Linked DNA regions of Mus musculus: regions 1, 2, 3 and 4 are each linked to region 5. A link is a contact called in public Hi-C, HiChIP or PLAC-seq and promoter capture Hi-C data. All regions are on one chromosome and are shown on one strand. Each heading gives the region's core, a stretch centred on a gene start, on an enhancer-like site or on the middle of the called end of the contact. The rest is flanking DNA. Distances are from core to core; before and after follow the strand shown. Region 1 has its middle 4.6 kb from the start of Gm29862. Region 2 has its middle 16 kb from the start of Slc16a7. Region 3 has its middle 35 kb from the start of Gm29862. Region 4 has its middle 19 kb from the start of Gm36884. Region 5 holds the start of Tafa2 (TAFA chemokine like family member 2).

Region 1 (2,700 bases), core at 98-2,597, 2.5 Mb before region 5:
GGAGTTACAGATGGTTGTGAGCCATTATGCGACTTCTGGGAATCAAATCCAGGAACGTCATAAAGCCCTTAACCACTGAGCCATCTCTACCGTCTCCCATAATGAAACTTTTACAAACAATTTAAGAGCTAATAAGAGGGGAACCTGGGTATGGAGATTAAGGATGTATGACAACTCTCTTTGTTATCTTTGCAATATTTATTTTAGAAACATGTAAACTACTGTGAAGAGTTTGTTTTCTAAATGAAAGTATCAGAAAAAAAAAACAGTAACACTGACTTAATCATGTATTGATTTTGGTTCCTCTGTAGTAATGTATTTGCTTAGTTTATTTTCCAAATATGATAATTTCATTAGGGTCTGAAGAGATAAAATAAAACGCATGCTCATTTATTATTTCAAAGAGCAAATATTTACTAGCAGTAGCAATTATAGCCAACCTTTATCAAGTGTTTATTATCACCAAAAAAATGTCCTTGGAACTTGGCAAACCCCGTTTCATTTGGTGCTTACAAGGTCATGAACACTGCATGTCATTACTGTCTTTTGGCTATAGATGGAGAAACTGAGGCTAGGGAGCTAAGCATTTTGCCAACGACCCTTTGCAAAGCAAAGGTATGCTTATAAACAGCCTCTCTGCTCTCTTTAGGCTTGGGTTTGCTTTTTCCTTTTTTGGAGATTGAATCTAAGGCCGAACAAACGTTGAGCACAAGCTTTGCTACAAAACTCCCCGCACAACCCCATGCTGTTAGAGTCCCTAACCTGGCTTCAGTTGCTTGGGACAGAAACGGAACTACAGGCATTGCATGGAAAAACTTTACTTTTCCCATGTTTTAAAAAAAAAAAAAGTGCCAGCTTCGGTGGTCAGTCTAGGCTGAGTAAGGTACTTACTTCTGTGTTGTCGCTCTGACTCCGTGCTTGGCACATCCAGCTTCAAGGAGGAAGGACTTACCTGAGTTCAGAATTAGTTCAGGTTTTAGTCCATAGTCTTTGGCTATGTTGCTTATGGATTTGAAGAGATTCCAAATATCATGGCAATAGGAGGTGGTTCTTTGCTGAATAACGGGAAGGGAAGCAGACAGAAGGAAATGACTTGGGGCAGTATTCTCTCAGTGGACTATTCCCTCCGTTTAGACTCCTCCCTCCTCTTAAAATTTCCACCACCTTTCTTGAAGCCCCAGCTGGAGACTTATGGAATACATTTCATATTGAAACCATAATAAGGAGACAACCGAAGACGTCAGCGCTTGGATTTCTTCTTCATTTGAGCAATGCTTCCTGCCTTTAGAGCCCAGGCCCATTCATTGCAGGTGGGTTCTAAGATGGAAGAAGAAAACTGAAAAATGACAATCCGTGATCTTAAATCACAGTTAATCAGCCAAGACCACGTCACAGTCTGGACTGGGCTGTAGTGATCATTATACGGAAACGAATGTCACTGACACCCAGCAGGAGAGAAGCATGCAGTCTTCCAGGAAGAAAGGGCACCCAATCTTACCAGACAAGGGAATTAGAGGCCTTAGGACGGAGACATTCATTTCAGGTATTAGAGTGAACATGAGTGGTCTAGGTTAGCAACTAACAGCCACCTGGTGTGGAGGAGGCTCAGGACTTGTCTCTAAACAACACTATTCCTTCAGCTCTCCTCTTTATTTCTGTCTTGCCTCATGGCTCTCCCTCTGTCCATCCGGTCTCGTGGAGAATTCTCTGGCCACTTCATCCAGAGAAGCCCCTCCTGTTGTCTGTAGCTTATCTCTCAACAATTTATTAATCCGTAAGAGTTTGGAGAGTGCAGAAATAGCAGTCATTTAATCTGTTTAATTTCAGAGCACGCTATCAATCGGAAATTGTTTTCTTCTGAGTATAATTCCTGACATGACCTTCAGATGTTTAACCATGGGATATCCTTATGCATTATCTTATTCTTGTTTTATTTCATGATGTACCTTGTTAGCCATCAGGCATCTTCGCAGCCTGCCCCAGGGACCAGCGATAGCAGGATAGTCTAGTCGCAGCTGCAAGCCCCGCCCCCGCACGCATGTGGTACATCCCCTTATTAAAGGCCAGTCCCTCCTCATTTTGCTCTTTTCTTCTCCACCCTCGCCCTGAGGCATCCTCTGTACACCCACTCCCCAATAAACCTTCCGTGTGAAATCTGCCACTCAATGCAACTTTATGATGTCTGCCACTTATATCATAACATAACTTATTTTGCAATTTTATTTACCTAAAGCTAAGAACTTTAGAATAGGTATTGATTCTAATAGGTGTCTCAACATCCCTCAAACTTTTCTTTCTTCTTTTGATTCTTTGTTTCTTTTCTTTCTTCCTTTTTATCTTTTGGTTCTTTGACACAGGGTTTCTCGGTGTAGCCCAGGCTGTCCCGGAACTAGCCTTGTAGACCAGCTGGCCTTGAATTCAGGGATCTGCCTGTCTCTGCCTCCCAAGTGCTGGGATTAAAGGTGTTCACCACTACACTTGGCTTCAAATTTTTCGTATGATAACGCATGGTAGATGAATAAATTCATTGCTGTTGAATGTCTAATAGGGGTCCATTACCATGTATTCAATGGAACCATTTCTGTTGTGAAAGCATTTGGGAGGTTTATCCCCACCATTATTTAGGGCTATTCTGGTTACACTTCTTGGTAGATTAGCTGCTGTTTCTGCAGTTGATTACTGTGACACCGGACGTGTGGT
Region 2 (2,700 bases), core at 58-2,557, 2.1 Mb before region 5:
TCCGAAGCCGGAGGTTACTTTTGTTATTGTTATTGTTGTTGTTGTTTTATGTTGGGTATGTGCAGATTTCTTTTTATAGTTGTAGTATACGCTTCAATTGGCACATGGCAACAAACTAATTTCTACTCTGATGCACTGGGTTGTTTTACATTTGCTCTTCATTCTGCCAACCCAAGTTTACAAATCTAGTTACCATCAAAAAGTTTATCTCTATTTCTTTATCCCATTAGTAGACACAGATAACCTGGGTTATACACTGTAGAAGTTTGTCAGGATCTGATAAATTTAAGCAACTCAGAGACACATAACACTTTAGATTCTCTTTAAAACAAACAAACAAAAAAGACAGAGGGGGATTAAGGCCATGAAGGATCCTTAATGTCCACTGGCTTTGCAGAGCATGGGAGAGTCATATGACCTGTGGGAGTCCCCATTCCTTGAGTTCTTAACGGGGACTGGAGCAGTTGTCAGGCTTGACCTAATCGGTACAGTGTGCCAAGCGGGCCTGGTATGGGATGCATCCTTGTAAGCATTCCTAGTGCTGCCCTGACAAAGCCCCACCATGTGGGTGGCTTAGACCAACTCAAAATTATTCTCATTCCATTTTAGAACCTCGAAGTGTGAAATAAGGTGTAGGCTGGGCTGTCTCTTCTTCTCTCTTCCGGACTGGCCTGACCCAGGCTTTGCTTCTCTTGTGGTAATACAACACCAGTCTTCCCATGACATCTCTCTATATCCCGTGGGTACATTCCTACAACGGCACCCTTCATGCCTGCTTGGGAGCCAGTCTACTCAGTATAAGAGTGTGGATCTAGAGCACCCTTCAGAGTTGCTTGTGGGACGTGCATTGCTCTGACTCAGCTCTTCAAGGGGCGGGGGAAGCTTTAGGATGTGTGGGTTAGCGGGAGGAGCTTGGGTATAGGAGACAGGCCCTTAAGGAGATGGTGAGGTCTAGGCCCCATCCTCCTCCTGCCTTTACTTCCCCAGTGAGGAAGTATGCACACTTGTCCTGTCACAAGCCCAACCACAGAGCAAACTGATCAGGGCCCAAAATAGCTTAAACCATTAATAGCAAAATATGTGCCCTGTAGTTTTAAGTCGATTATTGATTGGGTTGTTTTTGAAACTGAAAGTTTAGTAATGTACTTTGTTTCCCAATAATGTCACATGGTAAAAAAACCAAAACAAAACAAACAAACAAAAAAAAAAACCAACCAAACAAACAAAAAACTAGAAGCCAGGGCTTCTCTTCAGGAATGTTAGATAATGAGGTAATAGCCTGTCCTTGATCGTACCAACCCCACATACACTCACCAGATCCCAGTATTTCAAATACCAGCCCTTCCAACCTCAACCCTTAGTCTACATCCCCTCAAAAGAAAGAACTCAAGTTCCAGAATAAAATCCTTCTCCTATGGACCTTTGACATCATGGAAACCAGTGTCATTTATTCCAAGCTAAGATAGGGAGAGAGAAAGGAAAACTTCATAAAGCAAGCAAGCAAGCAAGCAAGCAAACAAACAAAACAAAGCAAACAAGGAAGTGGAAAGAAACAAAGGTTTCATCAGCGTGATGCAAGTGCACGCACTGTCTCATAAAGCAAATTCCACCAGGCTGTGCTCAGGCTTGACTGACACATCGTCCTCTGAACCTCCACTGGAAATGTGGGCCTCGGCCCAGAGTCTCAGCCCTGCTGCACGGGCCTCGGCCCAGAGTCTCAGTCCTGCTCTGGACCAGTTCCGTGCTCCTCAGTCTTTATCTCAGCCCCGGACCTTCCATCCTTGGACTCAGCTCTGCTTCTTCTTCCTTCGTTCTCACCTGTAATTCTTCTCTCTCTGGACGAGCAGCCGCAGTTCTGCCTCAGACTTCCCCATGAGCTTTCTGTGTGTTTGCCCCTCTGGTTTTGTTGCCTTTCAAGGCAGGCTGTTTCTGATGCTGGAAGGCTTTCAAACATCTGCCACCCATTTGCACAATCCAAGGGATGCCAAGTCCTCGGACAAGAGGGTCTTCTGTGCGTTTTTCTTACATTCTTTTCTGTTTGGCCTGGGATTTTAAACTTAGACATTTCCTTGAATGTTTTTCCCATCTATTTTATTCTTTGAGAATTTTATATACTGTATTTGTTGACTTTTTAAAATTTTGAGGTTGCAATATAATACAATTCTACCATTTTCTTTCTCCTCTCCTCCCATTCAACCTTTTTAATATGCCTCCTTGCTCTCTTTCAAATTCACAGCTAATTTTATTAAGTGTTGTTGCATTATATTATACATAGTATATTAATCATTATACATAATATATTATTATATAAATAAAATAGGATATGATAGTATATAATTATACATAATAATATATTGTATTAATGTTATATATTATATAAATCCATGACTATAATATGTAATATTTAAACTTAATATTATAAATGGATTATATAATACAATATTAATGCAACAATAAAGCTATTAATGTGATAATGATAGTAAAATATATTAGTGATGAATTAACGTGTATTAATATATGTATATATTGATACATATACATAAGCAGCTCAGTCTAAATAGTGCTACTTGCATGTCAAGTTTTCAGAGCTGGCCATTTGTTATTGGGTAACCAATTGGTGTGCTCTCCCCTGGAGAAGGCTATTTCTCCCTCTCTCAGCATTCCTTAGCTGCCTTTTGTGCTTTGTCTTGGGTTGAGGCC
Region 3 (2,763 bases), core at 97-2,596, 2.5 Mb before region 5:
TGGGTCATTCAATTAATCATTTGGAGAGCAAGGACCAGACTCCTCCTCAAGACCCTCATTTCACATCTGGAGCAGGCAAGCCAGGCCTCTACTCTCCGAAGCACTTTCTTTAATTTAATTTAAAAAGAAATCATTTCTTTCACAAATCAATGAAGTTTTGAACTGTTTTGCACGGAATCCAAAAAAAAGAAAAAAAAAAAAAACCTCTCTCTTCCCTGTGACTTAAAACACAGATAGGCAGCATTAACTACATAGAACTACCATAGATTGCTTTCTGGTTGATCTTTAATTCAAGAATTTGAAGTCTCTGTCAAAATTACTTTGGACCAACCCTGTCTCTGAGATTTCAACCTATTATTCTTGGGAGCCGGGAAAAAAAATGAGTTACAGATACGAGAAAGCCATGTGTGCACGGTTTAGCTGTCGCATGAGCAATCGTGTGATATATTGCTCTTCTCACTAATAACCACAAAGCAGGTAGAGGCATGGCAGACTAATTTGGTTTATATGTCCAGCTGTAAGGCTAGACACTGCATCATTCTTCTCAGAAACCAGTGACTTTAGGCATGTGGAACTCTGTAGTCATGACAACAATAAACCAAGGCACTCTCAGCTCAGAAACTGCCTTGTCTCCATTACTTCCTGCTCATGACCTGACTTTTCTTACTCTCTGGGGCTGGGGGCTGGGGATTTGTGAAAGATCTATTGAACAGAGTTCCAGTATAGGTTTAATGTTTAAAAATGTCTGGGCTGGAAGTTTTGCTTGCACAGATGGCCAGAGGCCTCGAGAAGGAATAGATCAATCACCGTTACTGCTAATGACACAGTTATGAGGGTGGACCCAAAGGTGAGCTGACTTGGAAGAGGGGAGAAGGCAATGCAATGTGGAGAGTGACTTGGAAGCATTTCTTTGTAAGTATGGCAGATAATTTTATAATTATAGCAAGGGTTCTGAAGAGACGTACCCTAACCACGTCTGGAACAATACTCAAACGTATTCAGACAGAAAACTGAGCGCGTGCAAATGCACGCATGATGCTTTTAATTGTAGAAAGAACTGATTAGCAGATGCTCAAGGGACAATCTACACGGAATCTTATCTTGTGTCCCATGTATGCAGGGAGTCCTATGGCTACTGTCAGAGAGCGCATAGCTCAGCAGTCAGAGTACCAACCCCTGAATGCAGTGATTGCTTTTGATTGCCACAAGTAATATTTGGAGAGCATTGCCTAAGTCTTTTCATACTCAACTGCAAGGAGAGATTATACACTTTTCACGGTAGCTCTGTTGAGGTATAAAACAGATGGAGAGAGAGGTCTTAGCCCCATGCCATGCAAATATTCAACAAGAGGGAGCCCCCCTCCCCAGCAGTGTCCACACCGCTGGTGCTATGGGGAGGATTTGAGACGAAATCTGACTTCTACTTGGCTCATGCTCGCATGCTTCATTGTTACAGCTTTGTTACACCCAAGTGAAAAATTGTAGCATCGATGGATGCTTCACTGTTACAGCTTTGTTACACTGGAAGTGATGAATTCTAGCACGAATTACATTTGCCATCCCAGACCCTAACAACAATTGCCCATCTTTTCCCAGGACTATTTTCTACTAACTTAGCACTCACACGCCGGTAAACAGAGGAATAAAATATGGACCAAATCCTAGATAGTGTCAGATGCTTCCTCTCATGTCTGTGCTCTTAAAAACTGAATGGCAATGTCCCAGACATTAGCTTCATCACAGGCTTGACTTCTATGGAAAAGAGTTGCAGCCCTGAGGTCAGTTCTTGGCATGGCCTCAGATAGTATGGATTGCATTCAAAAGTATGGTTGGGATTTTTTTGTTGTTGTTGTTGTTTTGTTTTTCTCAAATTGTGTTTTATTTTTATATTTTTATTAATTATTTACTTTACATCCTGACTACATCTTCCTCTCTCTCCTACCTTCCTACTCCCTCTCTCTCCCCTCCCCTCCCCTTTGTCTTCAGAGAAGGGGAGGCCTCCCCTGGATATCAGTCTGCCTGATATCAAGCTGCAATAGGACTGGGTGCACCTTCTCCTATTGAGCTTAGACAAGGCAGCCCAGTTAGGGGAAAGGGGTCCAAAGACAGGCAACAGAGTCAGAGACAACAGCCCCTGCTCCAATTTTCAGGGGTACTATATGAAGACCAAGCCACATATCTGTTACATATGTGTTGGGGGCCTAGATGTATCCCATGCATGCTTCTGGTTGGTGGTTCAGTCTCTGTGAGCAGCTATGTCCCAGGTTCATTGATTCTGTAAGGTTCCTTGTAGTATCCTTGACACCTTTAGATAGTTCAAGTCTTCCCCTCTTCCACAGGATTCCTCAAGCTCTGCCTATCATTTGGTTGGGGGGTCTCTGCATCTGTTTCCATCATTTGCTAGGTGAATCCTCTCAGAGGACAGTTGTACTAGGCTCCTGTCTGCAAGTACTGCAGACTATCATTAACAGTGTCAGGGGTGGGCTCTCTCTCATGTCATGGGTCTCAAGTTGGGCCAGTCACTGGTTGGCCAATCCCTCAATTTCTATTACATTTGTATCCCTGTATATCTTGTAGGCAGGACAAATTGTGCCTGGAAGGTTTTGTGGGTGGGTTGGTGTCCTAGTCCTTCCATTGGAAGTCTTGCCTGGTTACAGAGTTGATTATTTTAGGTTCCCCCATCCTGGGAGTTTCCCTTGTCCTGGGATTCTAGTTTATTGAAGAGATGTCCCCACTCCTCCAATCCTGGTCTCTCTCCCTCAA
Region 4 (2,700 bases), core at 94-2,593, 2.5 Mb before region 5:
ACAAAACAAAACAAAACAAAAAAACAGTTTACAAAGCTGGGGGAACTCGCGGGGCCTCAGCTCAGGCATCTCTGGCTGCTGGCCACAGTCCTTCCTGTCCCTAGATCCAGACAGGGCAGCCCTCAGCTGATGAGAGAAGGGTCAGAGACATTTCTGCTTGTCTAGTCTCAAGTTTACTCCCTTGTGCCACGGCACCAAAGATTAGCGTAGCACGCTCCTGTTAGTCCAGCCCTGGTTTTCTTTCTTAAAAGAGAAAATTTAACAGAAGTTTTTATTTTTCCCCCCCGTTTGTTGATTTCTTTCAAGAAAGGGTCAAAAATTTATCTTCAAAATACTAGTTGTAGAGATGCATACAAATAACAAAAAGAAAAAAAGAGAGAGAGAAAGAAAGGAAGGAAGGAAGGAAGGAAGGAAGGAAGGAAGGAAGGAAGGAAGGAAGGGGGAGAGAGAGAGAGCTAGGGAGAGAGAGAGAGAGAGAGGGAGAGAGCGAGAGAGAGAGAGAGAGAGAGAGAGAGAGAGAGAGAGAGAGAGAGAGAGAAAGAAAAGAAAAGAAAAAAGAAAAGAAAAGAAAAGAAAAGAAAAGAAAAGAAAAGAAAAGAAAAGAAAAGAAAATACAGATTTTTAAAGAGCCAGCGAAATATCATCTCTTACTTGGCTCACTTTTAAAGTTAGAGGATTGTACAGAATGGCGCCTGTGTGGCTGTGCGCATGCGCACTTCCCATCCCAACTTTGGGTAGAAGAGATTCTCCCCTATAGAGGGAGAGAGAGGAGCTTTGCATCTGTTGAGGCAGGGCTAAGTCAGTGTGAGAAAGTCAGGAGCAGCCGCACTTGACACCCACTCTTGTCAGTTCAGGCCACTGAGGCTGAGCAGAAGGGACGCTGGGCCTTGTCCCAGATGCTGGGTCTGAGACTCGAGATTTCCCTCTGCCCGCCCCTCCCCCATAGCCTTCCTTTGTTTCCCTGGAGGGTTATTTATGTTGCTAATTCAAGACTTTGACTTGTAGGATAAACCCATGCTGTGTGTTTATAGAACAGGCAAGGCGGAACCCTGGGTCCCTTTGATTGGAGATGATTTTCACATGTTTCCTGGTTCCCCTTTTGTGAAGATTTATCTTCAAACTCGAGACTTCCCTCCTTCTCACTTCAGACTTAAACTACTTAAATCTAGAAAAATAAAATTGTTTAACTGAACCTACTTCCCTAATAACTTTAGAAGAGCCAGCCAACAAATTGTTTACTTGAGAGGACCGTAGCCTTTTCTTCCGCTCTTCAATCACCCTCAAGGAGAAGGCAGATGTGAGTGGCTGGGACCTGGTGGAGCACGTGGGCGCGTTTGCCCAGCGTGGTGGGTACCGCCCTCTGTAGGGTAAAATTAGGCTTACTCGAATCTGCTAGATTGTCTTGCCCTCTAGTGGTCAGTACAAAAAAAAAAAAAAAAAAAAAAAAAACCACACACGAACATTGCAACTTGCAATGACTGTGTCTTAACGTTTACTTATAGGTAGGCGAATCGAATTATTATTGAGTTAAATCAATCTGCTATCATGCAAGATAGCACATATAGTTGGGCTTACGTGTACGTTTTTATGGGTGGAGGATGGATCCCATCGCCCTTTGCAAACTAAGATGTGCTTAGCCACGGAGCTGCGTGTCCCAGAACAGCATCATGTTTTACTGAATTAAATAAATTAAATGGCCACTTCCAAAATTCCTTAGGGGATACATTACAACATACAATTGTACATGTTGACGGAGCACCATCTTACACTGTTGTATGTACACATATCACATAATACGAAATCCAGACGCATCTAATTCCTCACACACGTATAATTTGCTTATCATGAGAACAGACAGGATCGTTCCTTGGAGCTTTTTAAAACACACAGTGCTGTTGTCATCCAGTGACCCCACTGGGCAGCGGCGGGCCAGATTTTCCTTCTCCATAACTGTACATTACTGCCTGTTAGCCAACATTTCTTAACCCACCCTTTCCACTCGCTCCAAACACCTTACCCTTATTTTCTATATCTCATACAGATTCCATTTATGAATGAACTCTCGAGGCAGTTGGCTTTCTGTTGTTGGCTTATCTCATTTAACATTACAATCTCTGGTTTTTCATCTGTGCTTATTTATTTATTTATTTATATTTTTGAATGATCACATTGTATTGTGAGTGACAGAATAGTAAGTAATCCACTTTAATATTCACTGTATCCATCCATCAACCATGAGAAACTTAGAGAGTTTCTTCAGCTTGGCTCCCATGGATAGCATTTGTCTTAGTTAGGGTTTTACTGCTGTGAACAGACACCATGACCAAGGTAATTCTTATAAGGACAACATTTAATTGGGGATGGTGTTTACAGGTTCAGAAGTTCAGTCCACTATCATCAGGGCAGGAGCAAGGCAGCATCCAGGCAGGCATGGTGCAGGAGGAGCTGAGAGTTTGACATCTTCATCTGAAGGCTGCTAGCAGTATACTGACTTCCAGTCAGCCAAGACAAGGGTATTAAAGCCCACACCCATAGTGTTACACCTACTCCAATGGGGCCACACCTCCAAATAGTGCCACTCCCTGGGCCAAGCACATACAAACCATCCCAGCATTTCAGTGAACATGAGAGTGCAGATGTCTCTTCAATGTGCCCACTAAATTCCCTTTGGATACCCAGTAGTGAGATGGGTGGATCATA
Region 5 (2,700 bases), core at 2-2,501:
CGTCTTCACCTACAAGCTGGGGTCCCCCTTCCCCGAAGCAAAAGGAAGGTGCAGCGCGCGAGGTCGGTCCCCGGGCTCTGCTCTTTATCCCACAGTGTCAAAGTAATCGGAAGGGTCGTCGACCGAGGGGGAGAGCCAAAGTCTCCGCAGCCCCCGGCGGCGCCCGCGGTCGCCCGCTGTCCCCGGCGATGCGCTGCGCGCGGTGGTGCGCTCGGCTCCCGCGACTGCGAGGATCCAGGCGGGCTCCAGCCACCGCCGCTCTTATTCCATCTCCGGTTTGTTTGCTTTGAGCGGCGAGCGAGGACTTTTCCTCTCGCCCCGCGTCGGCTCTCCCTTGCACACAAACGCGCGCGCTCACACGTTCCCCCTCTCCCGCCCTCCCCCGGGTTCTCTAGGGAAAGGCAATTGGACGCGGTGATTCACCTTCAGCAGAGCAGCCTCCGCCGCCGAGCACACTCCTCGAGTTCCCCGGCTCTCCCAGGTCTGCAGGCTCCCGGTGTGGAGCGGTTCTGAGCAGGCTCGCGGGCTGTGCGCTCGGCCGGCGTCCTCCCCGGGAGACGCCTGCGTTCCCGCAGCTCGCACTCGGGTCCCGCGGGTGCCCTCTCGGACACCTGGGCGCCGTCGAGTCGCGTCCACTTAGCAGCAACTCCCGGCCAGCTGCAGCCCCTCGATCGCGCCTCCAAGTGCAGCCGGTAGAGCTCCTCGCATCCCACCCGCCGCCACTCTCCGCATCGTGTGCTCCAAGGGAGGGAACCCCTCTGCTGTCCCCCCAAGTCACGAGCGCGCCGGCACCTTCACCACCTTGGAGGTGCGAGTTCCAGCAGCAGACACAAGCGAGCAGGTGTCGCCTGTGTCACTTCGCCAAAGGCGGGAGTGAGAAAGAACGGAACAAGGGGAGGGGCCCGAGGAAACAAATCCAGATCACCAGAAGAAAAAAAAAAAAAAAGCCAAAAAATAAAATAAAATAAAATAATTTTAAAAAGCAATCAAAGCTTCTCCCTCTCTGAGTCCCACCACAAGCTCTGTACTGTTAAAATACACTAAAGATAATGTTCGAAAGTCACCCCAACGGGCAGAGCCCTGCTAGTCCACCCTAGACCCCTGTTCCACTCAGCGGGCTGGCCGTTGGGAGCGACTGGCCCCACTGTACAAAGCACAGAGAAGGCAGGCAAAGATGGGTTCTGACACTCCAGGCTGAGTTAAGCAGTAAAATGGGACGGCTGGACCGGGAGGCTTTGACTCCCTCTGTCTCCCTCCCAATTCTGTCAGCAGTGGCTGCAGATGCTGAGAGCAAACCACCTTCCTGCAGAAAGAAAAAAAAAAAAAAAAAAGTATAAGACAGCAAACGTTGCAAATGCTGGACTATGTCTCCCTCTAGCGGTAAATCTGGATTAGAACGCTTTGCCGGCTGTCACGGAGACTCATAATTTTTCTTCCAAAAAAATAAACAAGAATTTTCTTACACTATCCGATTTAAGAGGATTTTGAATTTCTACAACTAACAAATTCTGACAGAGTCAAAGTTAAGGGGGTTTTAACACAATCCCATGATAGCATATTCATTGCTAAAGGAATATCCTAACTTTACAGAGATTTCAGAGACAGATCCTAGAAGGTCATGTCCTTAAGGTTTGGCCAAATTGGGTCCTGGTTTAAGCGGTGTACATAAGATCTTCCAAGAAAGGACTTCTTAGACTCAGCTCATTTTGATCGTGCTTATGAATGAGAAAACATTTAAGCTAGTGGTTAGGATAGTACGAAAAATGAGTAAGACTTAGACACAATGAGAGAAAATGTCGACTCTGGAACGCTTACTCAGGGATCTTGTCTGTAACTGACTCCTCTCTCGTTCCACTAGGTTAATTTTTCAAACTAGCTAAATTCTCCCCAGGTCTAAGTAGTTGTGTTTCCCCAGCCCTGAGTCATTGAAAGATTAGCATAATTCTTTCCACCATCTATAAACTACCACTTATTACCATAGTTACTAAGAACTAAGGAATATGTTTTAGCTGGTGATTTTATGGTAACATAATTTAGCCTTATTTTCTATCTAAAGGGTTTTATGTAGTTGATTTGGGAGGGCTATTTTAACAAAGCATTCCTGCAAATTTTATTAAAAAGATTTGTTACGTCAGACACAACTAAGCTAGGCACACCTGTAACTTTGCTGTTTAGAGTTTGTGAACATTGTCATTTAGTGGGAGGTGTGCCTTAGGCATTTGTGTGCTTTTAAATAGAAAATATGTATCAAGGTCATGATTAAACAGTTTTCTATTCATTTTGAATTTTTTATTTATTCTTTTCTAACTTGATCATTGTACTTAGTCTACTCTTTAAAAAAGGCAATAATTTACTTTTTCAATTGGGAGTAACTGAAGCAATTTCAAATAAAAATCCAAAACAAAATAATATAGGGTTTTGAATTTTAATCGATTGTATCTGGTAGGTTTGTGAGACTCCGGGGCATGGCAATCATTGTGCACAACATATCTTCAAATGACCTCTTTCAAAAGACCAGTGTCTCGTATGATTAAAGACTTTTATTTTATCACAATTACATGGTAACTCATTTCCTGGGGGAACAAGGTTTTTTGTTGTTGTTTTTTTTTTCTTTTTAAATAACCTGGCACTGTTTCATTGCAAATCTTACTGTAATTTTCTGTCTGTTGATCAGCCATAGATTTCAAGCAAGAATGACAT

What was found. Promoter capture Hi-C pulls out the DNA fragments that hold promoters and counts their contacts. A called contact is a pair of places that touch in the nucleus more often than the background predicts. HiChIP or PLAC-seq counts read pairs in DNA pulled down with a chosen protein or histone mark.
Region 1: a promoter capture Hi-C map of cranial neural crest shows a contact between it and region 5. The contact joins the enhancer-like site here to the promoter of Tafa2 in region 5. A contact is called at or near these places in 16 of 39 promoter capture datasets (the 3T3-L1 cell line, the C10 cell line, cranial neural crest and 9 more), 1 of 15 datasets of contacts at CTCF or cohesin (stem cell-derived epiblast-like cells), 7 of 484 Hi-C or Micro-C datasets (the AtT-20 cell line, adipose-derived mesenchymal stem cells, cranial neural crest and 3 more), 9 of 115 datasets of contacts at active chromatin or transcription factors (the NIH/3T3 cell line, VIP interneurons, embryonic forebrain and 6 more) and 1 of 9 other capture datasets (liver).
Region 2: a promoter capture Hi-C map of cranial neural crest shows a contact between it and region 5. The contact joins the enhancer-like site here to the promoter of Tafa2 in region 5. A contact is called at or near these places in 9 of 39 promoter capture datasets (the 3T3-L1 cell line, cranial neural crest, embryonic stem cells and 6 more), 1 of 484 Hi-C or Micro-C datasets (cerebral cortex), 5 of 115 datasets of contacts at active chromatin or transcription factors (craniofacial prominence, embryonic forebrain, embryonic hindbrain and 2 more) and 3 of 9 other capture datasets (adipose tissue, embryonic stem cells and pancreatic islet).
Region 3: a contact with region 5 is called in an H3K4me3 HiChIP or PLAC-seq map of embryonic limb bud, with 18 times the contacts expected there. The contact joins the enhancer-like site here to the promoter of Tafa2 in region 5. A contact is called at or near these places in 9 of 39 promoter capture datasets (the 3T3-L1 cell line, 3T3-L1-derived adipocytes, the C10 cell line and 6 more), 1 of 115 datasets of contacts at active chromatin or transcription factors (embryonic limb bud) and 2 of 9 other capture datasets (embryonic stem cells and embryonic tail).
Region 4: a contact with region 5 is called in a Hi-C map of uterus, with 5 times the contacts expected there. The contact joins the enhancer-like site here to the promoter of Tafa2 in region 5. A contact is called at or near these places in 5 of 39 promoter capture datasets (the 3T3-L1 cell line, cranial neural crest, embryonic stem cells and 2 more), 2 of 484 Hi-C or Micro-C datasets (palatal mesenchyme and uterus), 6 of 115 datasets of contacts at active chromatin or transcription factors (craniofacial prominence, embryonic forebrain, embryonic hindbrain and 3 more) and 2 of 9 other capture datasets (adipose tissue and embryonic stem cells).

Annotation. Positions count from the first base shown.
Region 1 is chr10:125,777,203-125,779,902 of GRCm38.p6, reverse strand. No RefSeq gene overlaps it. Among named protein-coding and RNA genes, the nearest start is that of Gm29862, 4.6 kb to the right of the region's middle. Within about 2 kb of position 1,347, at least 2 of the 459 cell types and tissues checked have an H3K27ac peak or open chromatin away from gene starts, as enhancers often do.
Region 2 is chr10:125,323,573-125,326,272 of GRCm38.p6, reverse strand. It overlaps a transcript of Slc16a7 not described here. Among named protein-coding and RNA genes, the nearest start is that of Slc16a7, 16 kb to the right of the region's middle. Within about 2 kb of position 1,307, at least 38 of the 459 cell types and tissues checked have an H3K27ac peak or open chromatin away from gene starts, as enhancers often do.
Region 3 is chr10:125,807,979-125,810,741 of GRCm38.p6, reverse strand. No RefSeq gene overlaps it. Among named protein-coding and RNA genes, the nearest start is that of Gm29862, 35 kb to the right of the region's middle. Within about 2 kb of position 1,346, at least 27 of the 459 cell types and tissues checked have an H3K27ac peak or open chromatin away from gene starts, as enhancers often do. A contact at or near this core is called in embryonic limb bud and second pharyngeal arch cranial neural crest, where this site is marked.
Region 4 is chr10:125,724,149-125,726,848 of GRCm38.p6, reverse strand. No RefSeq gene overlaps it. Among named protein-coding and RNA genes, the nearest start is that of Gm36884, 19 kb to the left of the region's middle. Within about 2 kb of position 1,343, at least 27 of the 459 cell types and tissues checked have an H3K27ac peak or open chromatin away from gene starts, as enhancers often do. A contact at or near this core is called in adipose tissue and uterus, where this site is marked.
Region 5 is chr10:123,262,627-123,265,326 of GRCm38.p6, reverse strand. It overlaps Tafa2 (TAFA chemokine like family member 2), which reads right to left and starts at 1,251. Exons shown (of 5, transcript NM_001252387.1): 1 at 1-1,251.